Regions from separate parts of the Mus musculus genome. Here all the other regions are linked to region 3. A link is a contact called in public promoter capture Hi-C data. All regions are on one chromosome and are shown on one strand. The core of a region is the stretch at or near the end of the contact, and the rest is flanking DNA. Distances in the headings are between cores, read along the strand shown.

What was found. Promoter capture Hi-C pulls out the DNA fragments that hold promoters and counts their contacts. Capture Hi-C pulls out chosen DNA fragments and counts their contacts.
Region 1: a contact with region 3 is called in a promoter capture Hi-C map of liver, with 2.1 times the contacts expected there. The contact joins the promoter of Fbxo3 here to the promoter of Nat10 in region 3. A contact is called at or near these places in 7 of 39 promoter capture datasets (the HPC-7 cell line, erythroid cells, hematopoietic stem and progenitor cells and 4 more), 2 of 484 Hi-C or Micro-C datasets (Th1 cells and granulocytes), 8 of 115 datasets of contacts at active chromatin or transcription factors (the 230-238 cell line, the SCID.adh cell line, cardiomyocytes and 4 more) and 3 of 9 other capture datasets (adipose tissue, liver and pancreatic islet).
Region 2: a promoter capture Hi-C map of second pharyngeal arch cranial neural crest shows a contact between it and region 3. The contact joins the enhancer-like site here to the promoter of Nat10 in region 3. A contact is called at or near these places in 22 of 39 promoter capture datasets (the 3T3-L1 cell line, 3T3-L1-derived adipocytes, the C10 cell line and 14 more), 6 of 484 Hi-C or Micro-C datasets (the HPC-7 cell line, bone marrow-derived macrophages, centroblasts and 3 more), 15 of 115 datasets of contacts at active chromatin or transcription factors (the 230-238 cell line, the SCID.adh cell line, bone marrow-derived macrophages and 11 more) and 4 of 9 other capture datasets (adipose tissue, embryonic stem cells, liver and 1 more).

Annotation. Positions count from the first base shown.
Region 1 is chr2:104,026,277-104,029,903 of GRCm38.p6, forward strand. Fbxo3 (F-box protein 3) reads left to right here and starts at 1,523. Exons shown (of 11, transcript NM_212433.1): 1 at 1,523-1,690. The coding sequence starts at 1,587. 4931422A03Rik (RIKEN cDNA 4931422A03 gene) reads right to left here and starts at 2,085. Exons shown (of 5, transcript NM_175161.3): 1 at 1,502-2,085; 2 at 946-1,011. The coding sequence starts at 947.
Region 2 is chr2:103,458,846-103,462,862 of GRCm38.p6, forward strand. Cat (catalase) reads right to left here. Exons shown (of 13, transcript NM_009804.2): 10 at 1,397-1,527. Among named protein-coding and RNA genes, the nearest start is that of Cat, 24 kb to the right of the region's middle. Within about 2 kb of position 2,531, at least 55 of the 459 cell types and tissues checked have an H3K27ac peak or open chromatin away from gene starts, as enhancers often do. A contact at or near this core is called in double positive thymocytes, embryonic limb bud, forebrain and 3 more, where this site is marked.
Region 3 is chr2:103,759,970-103,763,478 of GRCm38.p6, forward strand. Nat10 (N-acetyltransferase 10) reads right to left here and starts at 1,301. Exons shown (of 29, transcript NM_153126.3): 1 at 1,080-1,301. It overlaps Caprin1 (cell cycle associated protein 1), which reads right to left. Exons shown (of 19, transcript NM_016739.3): 19 at 2,976-3,509.

The DNA of each region.
Region 1 (3,627 bases), core at 273-2,772, 270 kb after region 3:
CCCTCCATAGCATCTTTACAAAGCTGAAGAATTGCACCTTCCCGTCCTACAGTGGTCTCATTCACTTCAGCCCCCATGCTTGGGGTACTAAATCCAAATTTATAAAATAAAATGTAAAGAATTCAATTTCCTTACTTTTTACTTGTAGGCTGAGAATTTGCCATGTCAACCAAGTTAAAGTAGTTGAGAGAAACTCGTCAGAAGGGCAGGCTATATCATACCCTCCTCTGTCTTGATGTTAGAAATAAATTTGAGGGCTGGAGAGATGGCTCAGCGGTTAAAAGCACTGACTGCTCTTCCAGAGTTCAAATCCCAGCAACCACATGGTGGCTCACAACCATCTGTAATGAGATTGGATGCCTTCTTCTGATGTGTCTGAAGACAGCTACAGTGTACTTACATATAATAAACAAATCTTTAAAAAGAAGGAAAGAAGAAAGAAAGAAAGAAAGAAAGAAAGAAAGAAAGGAAGAAAGGAAGGAAGAAAGAAAGAAAGTTTGAGGTTGAAAATTGTTGGGAGCTGACTCTTAGCAGAAACTACTACCATCTCTGCAGCCATCGCGGGCTATTTACTTACAGGTTGGTACTTTTCCACCCTGATGAGAGACTTGTTTTCCTAGCATGATGTTTTTGCAAGCAGCCCACCACAGCTGAACACACTATAATAATATCCTGTTTTTCTCAGACACATCCTGGACTCCCCAGCTTGTGCTTATATACCCTGTCTTGTTTCCATTCTTCGAATCTCTTGCCCCTCCATCCCCACTCTCTCCCTTGCAGACAGACCTGCAGGCCGGTTCAGAAAAGAAAGAGACCACCACTCCAACTATTGTGTCTAGACAAGACAAATTTATGTTTATCAAGAGGGTGTGCTCAGAAGGTTAAAAAGAATCAAATTCCTTGTCCTAAACACAAGTTTTATAGCACTTGGTGGAAAATACTCACATTTGATTATTTCTTACACTTAAGTAGTTGGAAGAAACTTTCTCTGGGACCAGTAGGTTTAGAAGCCTGGTGGTAAGGGCTTGGGCAATTAACATTTGTTGGACAAGGAATTTATCCAGAGGTCATTTTCGGTTTTTTTGAAGGACAGTTTTTTGCCTTGTGGGCCATGGAAGAATTATAACCTCCCTATCATTTCAAAGTTGGAATGCCTTCCCCTGTGTCTCTTTCCCCATCATTCCTTCCTTGCTAAGTGGACAGGGCTCAGAGCAGCAATTCCGAGTGCAGGTGGGGGTGAGTGGCAATGGGAGTCCGAGGCTGGCAACAGAGACCATGGATTGGAAATGAAGCAATGGGTTTGGGACCCAAAGGCCAGGTAGGGTTAGTGTAAGATTTAGGGAGAGGCTTTGAGGATACGAGATATAAAATGCGTGGAAGAAGAGACCAAAGACTCAGAAACAGACTGGCAGGGACAGCAGCGCCCCCGCAGGGCTGACCGCGGGGTGGGCGGGGCATCCCGGGGGCGGGGCTGGGGCCGGGTGACAGTTACATAACTAACCTGTGCTAGCGGCCGCCGAGCGGTTCGGGCGGCGGGGGCGGGGGCGGGGCCGGGGTGGTGCCAAGGCTGCAGCGGGCCGGGCAAGATGGCTGCCGTAGAGGCCGAGACGGGGCTGCTGACCCTGGAGTCGCTGCCCACCGACCCTCTGCTGCTCATCTTATCCTTCGTGGACTACAGGGACCTAATCAAGTAATGGGGCGGTGCTCTCGGCAGGGGTGGGAACGTGGAAGGAGGCAGGGAAGGAGGCCCGGGGTCGCTGGCTGGACGTGGGCTCCCTCCGCAGCAGGGTGACTGCAAGGCGGCCGTTATCCCGCATAGCGCCCCGGGGGGCTGAAGGAGACTCGGGGGAGCGGTCTGGGCATCCAGGTCTTACCCCTGCCCAGGCCTAGGTCCCCGGGAACTTAGCGCCCTCTCCCTCAAGCCTCGGCTAGGCCGGGTTGCGGAAGAGAGAGGTGGCTCCCTGGTCCTGCACCCCGCGGACCCTCGCTGGCCCTTTGGGGCCTGGTCTAGCGCTGTGGAAAGGCCACTGTCTCGGCCCACGCGCATCCCTGTCGCGCCTGGGGTCCCTGATGACCAGAGCCCTCGTGGGCAGGTAGAACGCGCGCGAGAAGGCCTGCGACCTTCTGACTCTGATGCCATCGTGATCGCGGGCAGCATACACTTTGTCTTGTGTCGGCGACTTTTTTGGCTGTCAGTTTCCCTTTTTATGGTGGGTGGTTGGATTTTGGGTTTTGTCACCGACTTCCGGTGAGGCCTTACAGGTGACTGCAGTTACCTTAGGGTTTCCCAGATGACCAGCATTTACTCCAAAAATAAACACCGGGCATGCGAGAATTCTTTCAGAAACCAGGACTGTTTTAGCGTGGAGGGACAAATGGTCCTGCCGTGTGCCCCTTTCTTGTCACCCTCACCCCCTGTGTCAGGATTGTTTACATTCTTGACCGCATAGCCTGGGTTTCTTGTGCTTCCGTATATATTTGTGGAGGCTGCAAAATGGCCCTCTCACATGGGGAAGACACACTTTTGGTTTTTGCTTCATTACTGGAATCTGGGCATCTATGTCCTCTGTTTTTAGGGGCCTTTAAGAGGTACAGATTTCTTGGAGTTACAGGTAGCTAAGTGGTGGCAGAGATATTTCCTGGGTTTTCTGTTATGGCCTCCACTCGTACCTGCTAAGACATTTGTCTTTCCAAAAAACACACTTCCCCCTACTCAGCCTGTACTAACACACAGAAAGTTTTTCTGTAGGAAAGGTTGGCCAGCTCAAATGTATTTCATCTGAAATAGTTTATTGCTATAACTTCTTATTTAGATAGCCTTCTTTCTTTGCTTGCTTGCTGCCAGAGTTACCTTCTAAAGACCAATCTGGCTGTCATTTTTCTTAAAAGCCCATGACATCCCTGTTTACAACACTGGACCCTGAACTTCTGCAGTATTTAAGGCCCTTACCCAATAGCTTATTATCTAAGGCCTTTCAGGCCTCTCCTCCACTATCATATTTTCTCAGCCCATCAGATGGCACAACACTCGCACATGGTTGTGTATGCTCAGTTCCCTGTCCGGAATACTTCACTCTCCTCAGTTTAGCAACCTTACTCTCCCACTATCTTCTCCAACTAGAGTTTGTAGTAATAAAGTGTGCATTGCTAGAGTGTAAAGATATTTATTTTTGTATTCATCTGCTCAGGTTTGTTTGTTTTGTTTTGTTGAATGTCTGCCATGTGCCAGTTAAATGTAGGATTACAGTAGTGAGTTAGAGAGATATGGTCTTTTTTTTGTAGCTTGACTACTATAGACAAGATGGAAAGTCAAACAAGTATGTAATTACAAAAGGGGCCAAGTATTGGGAAGGAATATGTATATTGCATTGGAAAGGAATGTGGAAGACAGGCTGACCAACTCACAGTGGAAGACATGAAGTGTGGCACAGTGCACTTCTGTCCTGGTGAAGGGAACAGTATTGAGAGGCTGATGGGTCTCTTAACAATAGTGTGTCCTGTTTAACTAGAAAAACAAGAAAGCAGGTTTTGCTGAAGGTAGAAATGACTAACAGGCAGGTTGCATGAAGTGTGGCTGATGAGATTGTGTAGCCTCTTGTAAGAAGAGACTTTTAGTTCAGAGCTTCT
Region 2 (4,017 bases), core at 1,281-3,780, 300 kb before region 3:
TTTACAGAAAGCTCCCACAAGGGACTCCAGAGCAACTACCTTCTCATTCTTTGGCTGGGTGTGGTGGAAGTTACACTGAGCGAATCCCAGCCCACACCCGGGCTCCCAGAGCATCCACGGGAAAAGCCCTTGGGGCAGCCATTCATAACTGGAAACAGGGTAAGCACCTGAGCCAGGGCAGCTAGCAGTAGGGTGATCCGAGACCAATGATACAGTCTGGGGTAAGAAGACTATCGGATTCTCTCAACTATGACGGGACTAGAGTGAAGGGTGCTCAAAAAGAGAAAAGCTAAGGAAAAAAAACAGCAGAAAAGAGAGTAGGCCAGGTGTGGGCGTGGCCAAACAGCAGAAGTTGAGAGGCAGAGGAGAAAAAAAGGGGGGTGAGGAGGCAGTGCAGTGGGAACAAGCAGCCAGCAGTGGAAAGCGGAAGTGAACCCCCCCCCCACTCCCTGAGAACAGCAGAGCCGGGTGCCCAGGAGCCCTGAGAGGAACCCACACACTCTCGATGCCAGTTTTGTTGTGAGTTTTCCAGGATTAGGATTCAAACCCAAGGCCCTGTCTGTGTAAGGCTAGCAAAGTACCATTTTCCTGGTCGTCAGTGGCCGTCTCGGATCGCCAGGTCTAGTCCCTGGAAACTGAGTTCCTCTGCCAATAGACTTGCTCATTTCTTAAATTCCCAGGAGATCACTGTCCCCAGCATCGCCCAATCATTTCAATAAAGGCTGGGGGTGGGGGCTGAGAACGAGTCCTGATATGTGAAATGGACAGAGTAGCCAGACAGCTCTTTGGCTCTAGCCAATAGAGACTGATTTGTTAGAGCTAAGTCTTCTTTGGATTCAATTCAAGGTGCATTAGACACTGTGATGGTTTGTGTATGCTCGGCCCAGGGAGTGGCACTATTAGAAGGTGTGGCCTTCTTGGAGTGGGTGTGTCACTGTGGGTGTGGGCTTTAAGACTCATCCTAGCTGCTGGGAAGCCAGTATTCTGCTAGCAGCCTTCAGATGAAGATATAGAATTCTCAGCTCAGCCTGCACCATGCCTGCCTGGACGCTGTCAGCTCCTGCCTTGGTGATAATGGACTGAACCTCTGAACCTGTAAGCCAGCCCCAATTAAATGTTGTCATATGTAAGACTTGCCTTGGTCATGGTGTCTGTTCACAGCAGTAAAACCCTAAGTAAGACAGACACCTTAAGAAGTGGCCAGTAAGTCCGATGTGATGGCATGCGCCTTTAGTCCCAGAACTTGAGAGAGAGAAGCAAGGAGGGCACATAGGAGTCAAGGCCAGCCTGGTCTATATAGGCCAGCAGAGCTATATAATGAGACTAATGGCACTCGTTAATGAGGTCTGACAAGAAAAACAGCCAAGCTCCCAGGAGGAGCCCAGAAAGCCATTACCTGAGTGACATTGTCTTCATTAGCACTGTTGAAGCGTTTCACATCTACAGCGCACTGGACGCTGTGCTCCAGGGCTGAGCGCTGCTGCTCTGGTGCGCTGAAGCTGTTGGGGTAATAGTTGGGGGCACCACCTTTGAAAAGAAGCAGAGACATCCTTAGAGATGTCATCTTAGTCATCCTTAGTGAGTCATCAATCTGGGAAGGAGAGGCCCACAGCAGTAATCAAACACACATACATCAGGCACCGATGTAAACACATCACATGCTGGGAAATGATTCTCTCTCCTCAGGTCTAACTACAGGCTCGGGGACACTGCCCTGCCCACAGGCACGTGTGGGCTGCCTGAGTAAAGAGATCTCAAATGCCAGTCAACACTTCAGAGGTCCTTGTCTATAACACCGCCTGGTGCTTACCTGCACCAGGAAGTTTCTTCAAAGATGTGACGTAGTTGTCTCTGAGATCAGGCCCAGAGACACCGGGGGATCTGATCGTCTCATTTGGATGTAGGCTCCATCTAATCGTTGACTCAACTGTACAGAGCAACCTAGTTCTATCCCCTCATTCCCTGGCCAAATCTGAAGCTCTGAGATGTTCATAGCTGGTGCATTGTTGGTGGGGCAGGGCTAGAAGCCTGCACTTCTGTCTGTTTCAATGAGGAAACTCGACAAAACTCTTCCTCGCATGCCTTTAAGGCTTTGGAACATCTCTCCTTAGCTTATTCTAATGTTCCCCTCAATTCTATTTTTACTTTCCCCACTTGGAAAAGTTAAAAAATAAATCTGTATTTGTAATATGCTAGCTTTCATTTATCTTAATTTTTTTGGACAAAATACTGGCAGATATAATTATACATCCTTCATGATTCTGAGATTAAAAAAATAAAGCTTTTCTTTTTCTCAGCTTGGCATTTTTTTATTAACTTTTATTTACTGTGCATGTGCAGGTTTACTTATACCACAAAACCCGTACGGACGTCAAAGAGCTGCTTGTGAGAGTCAACTCTCTCCCTCCATCCACCATGTGGGTCCCTGAGAGTGAACTCAGATCTTTGAGCTTGCAGCAGGTTCCCTGAGCCCTCTGAGCTACCTCACTGGCCCCTTGTTGTGGTATATTTACTTTCCACATGGCACGCTGCCGCTTTGGCTGGTATCAGCAGAAACTTGACTATGGGAGCTCACACTGCCCGTACAGAACGCTGCCTAGGCTAAGGAGTGGCTCACAGGAAGCAGCCTGTGACTGGAATGCTTCGTGGCTCTCCGACAGGACAGATTTTCCACTATGGATAATTAGGAGATGCCACCTAACACAGTGACCAAGGCACCAAGGGTGCATGCAGGGCAGAAAAAAAAAAGGCCATATACCATTATGGCGATCGGTTACTCATTTCAGAACGTAGCCTTGGGGTAGCTGTGTCGCTACGGCAAGGAAAGACTTCAACAGCTAACCACCACAATATTTCTTCACTAGGAATTCACCCTTTGAGAGGTTTTTAATTCTATTTTCAAATACATCCTGACCTTTACCCAAGAGTGGGAGTTGTCTTGGAGGCTCTGGCAACTGGAAACAATTAAGCTCTTTCATGAGAATTTCCAGAGCACAGCACAAACGTGCTCTAAAATCAAGCAGAGGACTTCAGCGTCAACCCCAGAGCAACTTTCTCACAAGTGTGCCAGCGGGATGTAAACACGAACTAATTAACTATAAACTAAGCTCAAGAGAAACAGGGACATCTGTCGGTGCCAGGCACAGCTGCAATAACAAAAAGGCCACAAAAGAAGGAAAAAAACATCAAAGTCTCGAAGACCGGAAAGGCAAGATTTAGACACAGGAAGTGTCAACTACGACGACTCAGGCCCATGCCTCCAGAGTCTTAAGGGAGCAGAAATACTAGACCTACTCAGTGGAGTTTGGCAGAAAGCATGCGCAGTCAGTAAACGCCAGGGAGGCCTGGGAGTTAAGGACAGGACAGCAGAGCACAAAAAGCATGTGCAAAGCAACTAAATGTGTAAAAATGGCGCCTGAAGGAGCACTGCAAGAAATACTGAAAGATGCGATTGGCCTGGCCTCTGGGTGTTAGAACTATTACATGGGTGTTTGTCCTCTATATCCCAAGTTGCCTTTAGAGTACACATATTCTTTGTTATTGGAGGTGTACCCTCTAGTATACGATATGTTTGATTTTTGTACAGATAGCTACTGTTTCAAATAGACTTCACTGGTCAAACTTCTTCAGAGACCGACTTCTGCAGCTATTAACTTAAGCACAGGCTCCCAGCATGAAATTAAAAAACCAAGATATTCATTAAACTCGAATATTAAAAGAAGACACATCAACCAAGCACTCTGCTTGGCTATCCAGAACTAAGACCTGAGGCTTTCGGTGCATTGGCATCAAGAAGGTAATTAAGATGGGAAAGCCACGCACTTGACAAATGAACCCTCAAAGCACTCAAATGCAGGAGAATGTCATCTCGGTAGCTTACTTAGGTAAAGTCAACTTGGGCAACAGACATGGAAGAAGAGCACAGCCCTTGAAATTCATTCTCTCTCTCTCTCTCTCTCTCTCTCTCTCTCTCTCTCTCTCTCCCCTCCCCGCCCCCTTCCAAATTCCAGTCAGAGT
Region 3 (3,509 bases), core at 51-2,550:
AAAAATGAATGGGTACCTAATGTTAACGAGTCCAGCTTAATTGTTAAAAGTCTTATCTTGTCAGGCAGTGGTGGCCCACGCCTTTAATCCCAGCACTTGGGAGGCAGAAGCAGGCGGATTTCTGAGTTAGAGGCCAGACTGGTCTACAGAGTGAGTTCCAGGACAGCCAGGGCTATACAGAGAAACCCTGTCTTGGGGGGGGGGGGGGGGGGGAGTCTTATTTTTTGTTATAATAGGAGAGTCTTAGAATTAACAGGTAAGGCCCCTGAGTACAAGCTTTAATTCTAAAAAGTACTTTTAAAAGTAGATGAAATACAACTACACACAAAACTAATGTAAAATTAATGGCCAGAGTGAGGGATCTGATAACGATCTAAAATTACTGGTTCCAAGAAACGTTTAATACATAAGGAAAGCATTATTGGAAAGAGAAAATAAGATGAATCGTATTGGGTTTTGTTGTTGTTGTTGTTTGCTTTGTTTTGTTTTTTCAAACAGTCTCACTATGCAGACCAGACTGGCCTCGAGCTCCAAAAAATACTCCAGGCTCCACCTTCCAAGCGCTGGAATTAACGGTATACGCCACCACAACCTGATCGACAAGTCATTTTCATTCGGCTGTATCCATTCTTGTACACACAGCACCGGGTACTAAGCATCACGAGGTGCACTGTCAAATGTCCTGACTGAGACAGCTAAATAGTGCAAATAAACTGGCATACTGCAGTATTTAAGAGCAGAATATCTGGGACTAAACCGCGTTAGTTCAAAGCCTACCACTGCTACGAGGAGCCGAGTTTCTCAGAAAATAGTTTTGACACCAACCCATTCTCTCAAAGAGAGAGAAGAAGCCCGAGTGTGGGAAGGAGCCACACTCCCGGAAAGCGCTCGAGAAGCCAGCCCCGCATGTCAGAGTATCCCGGACCAGGAACGTCTGTCTGTAGGGCAGTCCAGGCGAAGAGTCCGAAGATACAGGCACCAGCCGGTACAGAAGCTTCCGTACTCGAGCCAGCCCTACCGGCCAGTGAAAGACCCAAACGCACATCTCAACATCCGACCCAGTCCCTTGCAAAGAGTACCTGCGCCCTGCTCCGGCCGACACCAGGCAGCTGCACAACGGAAGCACGTGAAGACACCGAGTTGCTACCCAGGCTGACCAATCTGCTGGAGAAAATTCTACACAGCTGAGCTACGCCGGGGCCGCCGCTGCACGTGAATCCGCTTAAGTGGCAGACAGCACGTGGGCAAGTGCTCAGAAGGGAGGGGACCACTACAGCTATGGGACCTTCCATGGCTTCGACGCTTAGTGATGACGTAAGAACACGCCGCGGATCTCCGCTACGCTTGCGCACTAACTCCCGGCCGCCATTTCGCCATTTGCTGCGGGTAACCTGGCTATGACAGGCGGAAGTAATCGTTTAGATATCCGGGTGTCTCGCATTTGCCGTTGCCACTGGTACAGGAACTCGTCCACTGTTGCTATGTTGAAAAAAACCTCTATAGCAGGGTTGTACAAGGCAATAGCTGTTGCTAGCGTAGGTGTTGTTTTATCGACCTCCCTACTTTTATATGAAACTAGCCCAGTAATTGTTTAATTCATCTTACTTGAACCTCCATCCGGCAGCAGTCTGAGAATGTCTGTAGACTTTGTACCAACGATCGTGGCCGCGGTACTCTGCAGGCTTTTCTTACTCATGCCAAGTGTACTAAAAGCCCAACATTGGGTCTCAAAGCTCATCCAACCACATCCACAAGGATACCCGTAAGTATGTCTGCTTTCCTTTTAGCATGAGCCACGTGAAATCGGTTTATCCTATATTTTTGGGCACAAGTTCTGTTATCTAAAACGAATTCCTTCCCCAAATTTACGCACCAACTTCAATATCAATCTAAATTTCAATGGACTTTAAAGACTTCATGATGCCTAGCCATATTGTTTTAAGTCACCAATACAGCCCTAGACTTAATACTAAGGTTCTAAATGCACTTAAGAAAATAAAACTACCAGTACTTTGTTATAATGGGCAGACAAGTCCTATAAGGTGGTGGTGACACAAGCAAAACACAAAACTTAGAAATAATGACCCTTGTGAGTACTCGACTTTTTTTTTTTTAAAGGAACCAATATAGGAAGAGGACAAAAATGGGCAAATAAGGCTAGTCGATTCTGCTTAAGTAGCCCAGATATGGTATTTCCGTTGTAATGAAAACAAAAAACTGGAATTTTGGGAACAGAGATGATGGCTATGATTACCTTAGTCACTGCAAAATCTGAAACCACCAGGTCAGGATGCAAACGGGGGCAACTGCCATAAGATAGTCAAGATTTAGAATGATAAAGTAGTAGGGCAGGGGAAGGGTAGCCAGTGCTAGATGGCTGAGCTGTCTATGCTGTGGAAGCATGTGATTTTACTGAAGAATATAAAGACAACAAAGACAGCTTCCAACTTACTGCCAACTGCCCCTATCAAGTAGTTGGACTGAAAATAGTTGATGTAGAATATTCTCAGTGTAGAATATCAAATGTGCTTGAGAAGATGGGTATGGGAATGGAACTGCACACCTGCAGGTTTAGAGGGTTTTGGAGACAATTCTCTTCCTCCACCTTTGTCCCAGGAGTCAAAACTCTGGTCTGGGTTGACTTCAAGTGATGATAGCTGCAGAGCCATTTCACTGGCCATTTAATATTCAAGCACTTTAGTGTGACTTTTGAATTTGAGGGGCTTGGGACTTAGGTATTTATAGACAAAGTAACTATAAAGAATTAATATTCAGAACAGCTAGGCTGGATTTGGCCACCTGGATTAAGTAAAACCAGAGATGAAACCATCCTTGAAGGCACAAGATACTCCGTGGTGACAGGGAATCTGAAATCCTTTCACCACTTCCAACTTACACCTCAATTTCTGCTGAAGAATGATGCACTTTCTGGATTACATTTGCCCATAAACTTTTGTTCTAAACACTGCAGTGAAGATCTTTTAAATGGCAGTTTTATTAGATGACCCACTATTCTGGCCACCCCCCCCCCAAAAAAAAACAATACACACCATTTTAAAACCTTCAATAGCTTCCAAATGTTGAGACAAAAACTAAACATGGAAGAAAACTGCCCTATCCAGTTTCCCCAGACAGATCTTGCTAATGCTTAAACAAAACAGGAGTCACTGGAATACAGGTCTCTTGACTCTTTTATCCAGTTTGCCACTCCTCACTCATCCTTATGTCAGCTGAATTATCTTTCAATCAAGTCTTTCCAGATCATACCGACTAAGTCATATATTTATCATTAACCACACAGTTGAACCATGCCACTTACTACACACATCTGGGGTCACTCCAGTGTCTTGAGGGGTAATTTTTTCACCACTGAATAGTTAACACTGGCCATAATGCCAAGCAAGAGATACCCAAATGTGCTAATAAATTTCAGGTTGTCTCGCTAAAGAGATATAGTATTTAGAGGAAATTAAGACTTACAAATAAATATACCAAAACCTGACTTTAAG